Regions from separate parts of the Zea mays genome. Here region 1 is linked to region 2. The links are chromatin contacts, called in public Hi-C maps. All regions are on one chromosome and are shown on one strand. The core of a region is the stretch at or near the end of the contact, and the rest is flanking DNA. Distances in the headings are between cores, read along the strand shown. Region 1 holds the start of LOC100381502 (histone deacetylase complex subunit SAP18). Region 2 holds the start of LOC100191310.

Evidence for each region. Hi-C and Micro-C count contacts between places; a contact is called where the count stands out from the background.
Region 1: a Hi-C map of ear shows a contact between it and region 2, with 1.8 times the contacts expected there. The contact joins the promoter of LOC100381502 here to the promoter of LOC100191310 in region 2. A contact is called at or near these places in 2 of 25 Hi-C or Micro-C datasets (ear and tassel).

What each region holds. Positions count from the first base shown.
Region 1 is chr4:246,965,806-246,969,254 of Zm-B73-REFERENCE-NAM-5.0, reverse strand. It overlaps LOC100381502 (histone deacetylase complex subunit SAP18), which reads left to right and starts at 2,025. Exons shown (of 7, transcript NM_001174333.3): 1 at 2,025-2,206; 2 at 2,309-2,445; 3 at 2,652-2,684. The coding sequence starts at 2,332.
Region 2 is chr4:246,298,431-246,302,293 of Zm-B73-REFERENCE-NAM-5.0, reverse strand. It overlaps LOC100191310, which reads right to left and starts at 2,219. Exons shown (of 3, transcript NM_001136744.1): 1 at 1,649-2,219; 2 at 354-612. The coding sequence starts at 1,747.

The DNA.
Region 1 (3,449 bases), core at 776-3,275, 670 kb before region 2:
TCGCCGGATAAAAAAATCTAGACGAATAAACAAATCAGCCACAAAAATAAAACTGGATGAGAAACAAATCAGGACAAACAGATCAGCGACATAAATGAAAAATATGGACAACAAAAAAAACAAATAAGTGATAAAGACAAAAAGTATTAAAAACACCCATCGTAGGGCTCGAACCCACGACCATATAAGGTTAAGAGCCTTGTATTTTACCAACTAAGCTAGACAAGTTTTCTGTATAGAATGGAGCTCGGCGCCAAGATTTATGGCGCCGAGCTCGGTACCACGTCGGCGCCACGACGTCCGTTTGTGCCAACGCAGCACGTACCTCGGCCTCGGCGCCACAGGCTACGGCGCCGAGTAAAGGGTCCAAAAATGACATTAAAATTTTCTAGGGTCTAAACGTGAATTTTTTTCCGATGAAGGACCAAAATGCAAAAAAATCGGCGAGCCCGGCCGGCCCGAAGCACGAAAAAAGCACGGCCCAGGCACGACACAACACGAAATATTTTAGTGCCGGGCCGGCACAGCACGATATATCGGGCCGGGTTTGGGCCGAGGTCGCGGCCCATGGGCGGGCATGAGCATGAACACGGTCCGTTTAAGGCAGACACGAAATGGCCCATATAGAGGTACGAAAAGGCCCATATATTTATTAAAATCACACTTCATTCCACACTTTTATGTACTTGATAAAGAACACAAAGTTATAGATCATGTTAGTTAGATGTTTTTTGTAGCTTTGAATTAGAGTATGTGATGTAATTTTATTTTTGTTATGAACATTAGATAATGAACTGAACTTATGAACTATATATAGATCTGATTATACTCTTTTTCTTTCTAACAAAATGATTTATAAACGAGGTAGTCATTGCATAGCTCTAGTAACTTAATACAAATATATTAAGATTGCTTTTGGTCAAATTTATTTGTCTTATCTTTTATTTGTTTTATTAAATTTGTTTTGAATTTCGGGCCAAAAACTGAATTTCGGGCCCTAATGTAAATTTCGGGCCGCCCGAAATGAGCCCGACACGTTTAAGCAATTACGGGCCGGGCCGTGGGCCGAGGGCTAGGCCCATGGGCCGACACGGCCCGAAATTCAAACGGGCCGGGCCGACCCGAAATTCAAATAATACGGGCCTTTACGGGATTGGGCCGGGCCGGGCGGCCCGAATATACACCTATACCTGCAATAAGGGTCTTGTGTCGTCATGGCTATCTATCTATCTCTAGCAACTTATTCATCTTCATTTCTCTTTTCAAACTTTACTATGTCAACAATATCTTCAACAGTCATATACACGATTTGATCATGCATATGACCATACAAACCATTTCTTTGTATTGTAGATTGTACTGTTAGGTATTGGAGTTTGAAACAGGGGATGAGATAAGTAAGAGTCTGTTTGATTGGACTGTGACTATAAAAAAGCCGTTGTAGGCTGTGAGATGTGAAAAAAATTGTTGTAGACTATGAGATGTTAAAAAATAAAAATCGTTTGGTAGAAACCACTAAAAGTTTATATATATAGTTCTATCCGAAAGTCACTAAAAGCAGATCCAATGATGCTTTCTTTTTTATACTGCAAGAAAGTCGGCTTTTATAAAAAACTGATTCCTATCCAACCCTTTGGTTTGACTTTTGACTTTTAGGAACAAAAGCCAAAACCAAAACTAAACTAAAAAAACCTTAAGGCGGATGAAGATAGCTTTAGTGGACCGAATTGCAATTATGTAGGAGTATTTTTCGGCCCTGTTTAGTTCCGTGACTAAAGTTTAGTCGATAGAGTAGCATGTTTGGTTCCAATGACTAAATCGAACTAAATAGCATTAATTGTTGTGGATAATGACTGTATTACCCTTATTAATTAGTGGATGTTTGGTGCAATAAAAAATTAGAGAGGGCAAATAAGGTAAGAATCTTAATTTAGTCATCTCTTGTGACTAAAGAACTAAAGTTTAGTTGTCTGCTTTTTTTAACTAAAATGACTAAATTTTAGTCATCCCAAACCAAACGAGGTCTTCATTGATCTCAAGGGAGGAAACTGCAAAATTTAGGGTTTGTTTGGCCCTATTCGCACACACCCACGCCGTCGGATCCTCCTGCCCTCCCCACGTCCACCTCTCTCCGCCGAAGAATCGGCGGCGGCGGCGGCGGCGGCGAGCGCCTTCCCTTGTCAAAATCCACCCGGCGGCAGAGCAGGTCAACTCGATTCCTCGTTTTCAACTGGTCGATTTGGCAAAACGTTTGTCTACTTGCAACCAATAGGTTGGTTGATGCGTGTGCTTCTGTTCAAACTCGCAGAGCCTCGTTGCTGAGGAGGGGAGATGGCAGGCATGACCGATATGCCGATGAGGCCGGCGCGGCCGGGCCCGCCGATGCAGCACCGGGGCCCTCCGCCGATGGCGCGCCTCCGCCCCGAACCAATCGACCGCGAGAAGGTCAGTTCTTACACTCCTTGCGTCCCCCTTGCTCATGGTGTCAGTCTTCTAAGTAAGTTCTAACTCATGAGATGCCCCTTGTGGCGGATTGTGCTTTCACAAGTATGTAACACTTATGCATCTCCACAGCATTAGGTTAGGTTTTGCGTCTGAGGAATGTGAATGCTGACTAATTTTGCTGACAATATTTTTTTTTGTGTGTGTAGACCTGCCCTCTGCTGCTCAGGGTTTTCACAAGGGTAAGCATGCTTATGTCTTCTTGTTTCTGTCCCAACGAATTTATTTATTGGTTACCCTGTGCTGATTAGCACTTTACTCCAGTTTGTTGAGTGAGATTTAAGAGTCTGCAGTATACTTGATTCACTTATTTGCATTGCTACTGCAACTTTTTATTTGTTAGTCAATTTTGTTGTACCTATTGTACATGGTGGAATCCGCAGAAAGCTTTTCATCATCAAACTATGCCTTTTTTTAAAAGGCAATTTACTAACAGTTTACCTACACTTGGAATTTATTTAGAAGTCTACGCTTTAAGATGATTGCGTAGCTAACAGTATAATTATTTGAGTGTGAAACAAATGATTAAATAGTGAAGTTTTAGTTAAACACAAGCCTTGGTTAATTAGTTTCATAAAGGGGAAGCAACTTAATCCGGTTTCCGGTCTACTTGTTCTGGAATGATTCTGGCAAAAGGTGATCTGCTTAAATGAAGGTAAGAAACAGTTTATTATGTTGAAAGGCCTGCATTTCATATTTAATTGTTTTTAGAGTTGAGTGCATTTTAACATGGCTTAGCCGTCCACTAAAGGAGTTCTTTTGGTGTTCTGTGAGCACATTTCTAATGGCAGTTCTTATTTAGCTGTCCTGAAGGTTACTGGGTCAATTGGTGCTCTTCAATCAAAAGTTTATTGCCTGTTTAGATTCTGAAGCTGGCCATCTTTCATTCCTAGTTCTTCTTGTGAATCACAGTAGTAATTCCATGATACTTTAGGATCTAGAAGTTG
Region 2 (3,863 bases), core at 970-3,469:
AAATTGTTGTTTTTATGATTTATGATTCTTTGTATCAAAACCAATCATTTTTTTGTCCTTATTTGACTAGAGATAATTGTCTTTGTACCAACATGGATCAGATTTTGTCGGATTTGTGATTTTGCTTAGCAGGTTTTTTGTTCTCAGAGTTGAAAATTGCAGATTATGCCTACATTTTTTTTGTTCTCTGAATCTGCAATTTTAATATAAAATATATGCAATAACTAAAATTCAGGCACCCTGATTTCAGCAAGCCCCCTAACAAAATGCAGGACCAAAATAGCAAAGACTCGTAGGAATGGTGAATTTAAATATAAACGGTGACTAAAGAAGGTTGATCACGATGTACTTACTCTTTAGACCACGTATCAAGTCTGAACTCACTATGAATGAAGAACTTGAGATGCCACGACCAAATGGTGCGGAATTATCTACTGGTTTGTATAAAACAAGTGCCATGTCCTCACTAGGCACATGATGTGTTGTTAGACCTTCCATCATGAATTCCATACTGGGTATGTCAACACAGTTATTGATTTTCTCTCCCAGCATCTGGAATGGCATTGAAGGAGCAGGTGGTTCTTCTTCCATAATTGGTGGGAGCTCGGCATCCTATAAATAATAAACAACATTTCATTCAGAGAGGCATTACAGATGCAGTGATAAACACTTCCAACGAATGTAAAATACCAAAATGACAGGATGCTTAACTATATGCACAACAAGACATGCAATACACCATGCATGATAAACCTTGCTTCGCAATATGCAGCGGAAAATCACAACATGTATATGGTTTTTCCTTCTTTACTTGAAGTGACCGACTAGAAAGCATGGTGCTTTTTTGCTACCCTCCCCGTTCCAAATTATAAGATGTGCTGTTTTTTTCTAGACACATCGCTTTTACTGTGTACCTAGATATGTACCTAGACATAATGTATATCTAAGTGCATAACAAAAATTATGTAAATACAAAAGTCAAATCGTCTTATAATTTGGAATGAAGGAAGTAGATAACAGGACTGTTGCAACAAATGCATAGAAACGTATAGGTATAGAGATGATGCCATATGAGCACCCTGAGCACATCATCATCGGATAAACCTGGCTACATTTCTACTCCAAAAAAAAATAACTCCAAGAAAGCAACGGCGGCAGCACAAAATGTGGCAATACGCATGTAAACAAAACAGCATCCTCATAAAATAGGGCGGCCTATGAAAAGGCTACTGACTTGTTGATTGCATACACTCTTTACAGGAAAGACATTTTCGTCAGCTCATTCAGCAGGGAGTTTCTGACAGCAGATACAGCTGAGTAAAATCATGCTAGTTAATCAGAAATAAGAAAACAGACAGTATATGTGGAACAATATATAGTTGAAGCAGTACCTTCCATTTTTTTTAAAAACACGTATACATATTTGCTGTACTTGCTAACATGTAGCCGCTCCCTAATCCCTATAATCAACCACCCTAATGACTTAATGAGGCGTCCATCAATCATCACCAATTAAATGGATGAATTCGGATGCAGAGTAGCATCACGAGAATATTAGGGTAAAAGATTGCGCCATCAAACCAGATAGGAGCCCTCAATTAATAGAAGCCTGAAAAAAAAGGGCACAAACAGTAGTTTACCAACTCACCAATCTGCGGCTCTTGGCAGCGGGGCCGGAGAGGGAGAAGTCAGAGAGGCCGTCCATCACCTGCTCCAACTCCTTCCTCTTCCCCGCGAACCCCACCATTGTCTCGCCCGAAACTAGAAGGCCCCGCGAAATCCCGCCACGGATTCCGCAGATTCGGAGAGTATTACGGAACCCCCCGCTCCGGTCGAGGGCTGGCTGAGCCCCGCCGCTCCGGAGTGATGCTGCTTCCGCTGTCCCTGCCGCGGCCCCCGACGGCGGCCGGTCGGGGGGGTTTGCTTCCGCGCGCCGCGGGAGGGATCCTTGGGCGAGGAGGGTTTTCGCGCTTTGGGTTTCGCACGCTCCTCCGCTCGTGTGGTTGGGTTGCTTGCTCGGTTAGTTGGTTGGCTTGGTTCGCGTTGTGTGGAGGTCTGGACTCTGGACTCTTGAGAAGGAAGGATGGTTGGTTCCAGAAAAACGCGGTGGTCTCGAGCCCTGGACCACTTGGTCGCTTGCAGGTGGGGTCAGATTTGCATCCTTGTTTTGAGGGACGGCTGGAGAAAAATTCGGTGCGAACTAACTGGCCGCAGATTCCTCATGTGCGATCCGGGCGGGATTACTGACGCGTGGCGGTCAAATCATCCGGAGAGGCGAGAAGGCTTACCCACGACGCTTTGCAGCCGGCTCGCATCCATAGCCAAGAACAAGGCTCGGCTCTGTTTACGGCTCGGCTCATAAACTTTAGCTTAATTTTTTTTCCATCATTGAAACACAAAAATACTGCAATCGGATGTGCCTAAGCGTGAAGGCATGAAGGGATAAGAGCATTTGCCTGAGTGGTCACTGAAACCTATAGAGTCTGTTTGAGAATGCAGTTTTAAAATATTGTAGTTTTGAGATACTATAGTTTATAATTGTACATGACACAAATACTATGGTATTACTTTACCACAGTAAAACCATAGTATTGCTAAAAATTGTGATCTGTTTGGTTCCATTGAAAAACCAAAGTATATGTAGAGAGAAGAGAAGAAAACTAAGGCCATGATTGGAGTTTTGAAAACTCTAAAAAATACCACGGTTTTGGGTAAACCATGGTACTTAAAACTATATTTTGCCTATACAAACCAAACACCTTTTGAGTTCCAATACTATAGTATCATCAAATATCATAGTATTGTTTCAAAACTGCAAAAATACTACACTTCCAAACAGGACCATATAGTATGTTTGGTTTGATGAATGAGTTAGTTTATCGTCTTCTCACTCCTCACTTCCTTATTTGGGTTGTGAAATAGAATAAGTTGATTCATCATCATTCCATTCCTCGTATGATGATATTTAGTAATAATATGAGGAATAAGTTTATTCCACCAAATTTATGGATGAACTCACGATGCATCACTTTATCTAAAATAGATTGATTTTTTAAACAAACACCTTCTTAAAGTCTAATTCCATCTCAGTGAATCGTCGGCATACAAGTAAACAAACAGGATGCACGACAACCCAATTCCATCACCTAAGTGGTTCTGTCATTACAAATACCAAAATAGCAAGGCAAGTTAAATATGAAACTTTCATCCTCATCGGAAAGCTCGAATGTTTGAGTCCTTATACAAATTAAAGGCAAAGAGTACATCCATGCATTTTCATTATCTAGCACTCCATCAAATTATAGTTGTCTCATGGCTGATGCAGCATCCTTATGAACTCCAAATAAGAGGCCTCGGTATCCTCCTTGTATAACATGATCATCTGTCATGAATGATTCATGTGCAGTGGCGGATCTCCAACCCGGACTGCCTTGGCTGCAGCCCCGGTTGCAGCCCAGTAAAGCGAATAGGCCCATCACCGCGCGACAGCCTAGCTCCAGCCGCGCCCAGCCCCGTGAACATCCTCCCTCTATCCTATACCCCCAGCTCTAGCCGCCGCCCACGCCCGGACCTCGGAGGCTAGAGCACTACCGTCGCTGTAGCCTGCAGCGCCGCTCGCTCGGAGCCCAGAGGCCAGACCGTCGAACGACCGGAGCATTGTCGCAGGCCGCTCGTCCCGCCGGCGCCCAGAGTCCAACCGCCGACTCGTCGTTGTCCAGCCGCCGACCACGCGGTGACCGGAGTCCGGAGCATGGGAGCAGGCGAGGCGTGCACCGAGCAGCCGTGAGCCCGTGACCGTGAGCCCGAGCCGAGCAGAGCAGGGGTTTGTGATTTTAAGTTTGATTTGAAGTTTTGATTTGATT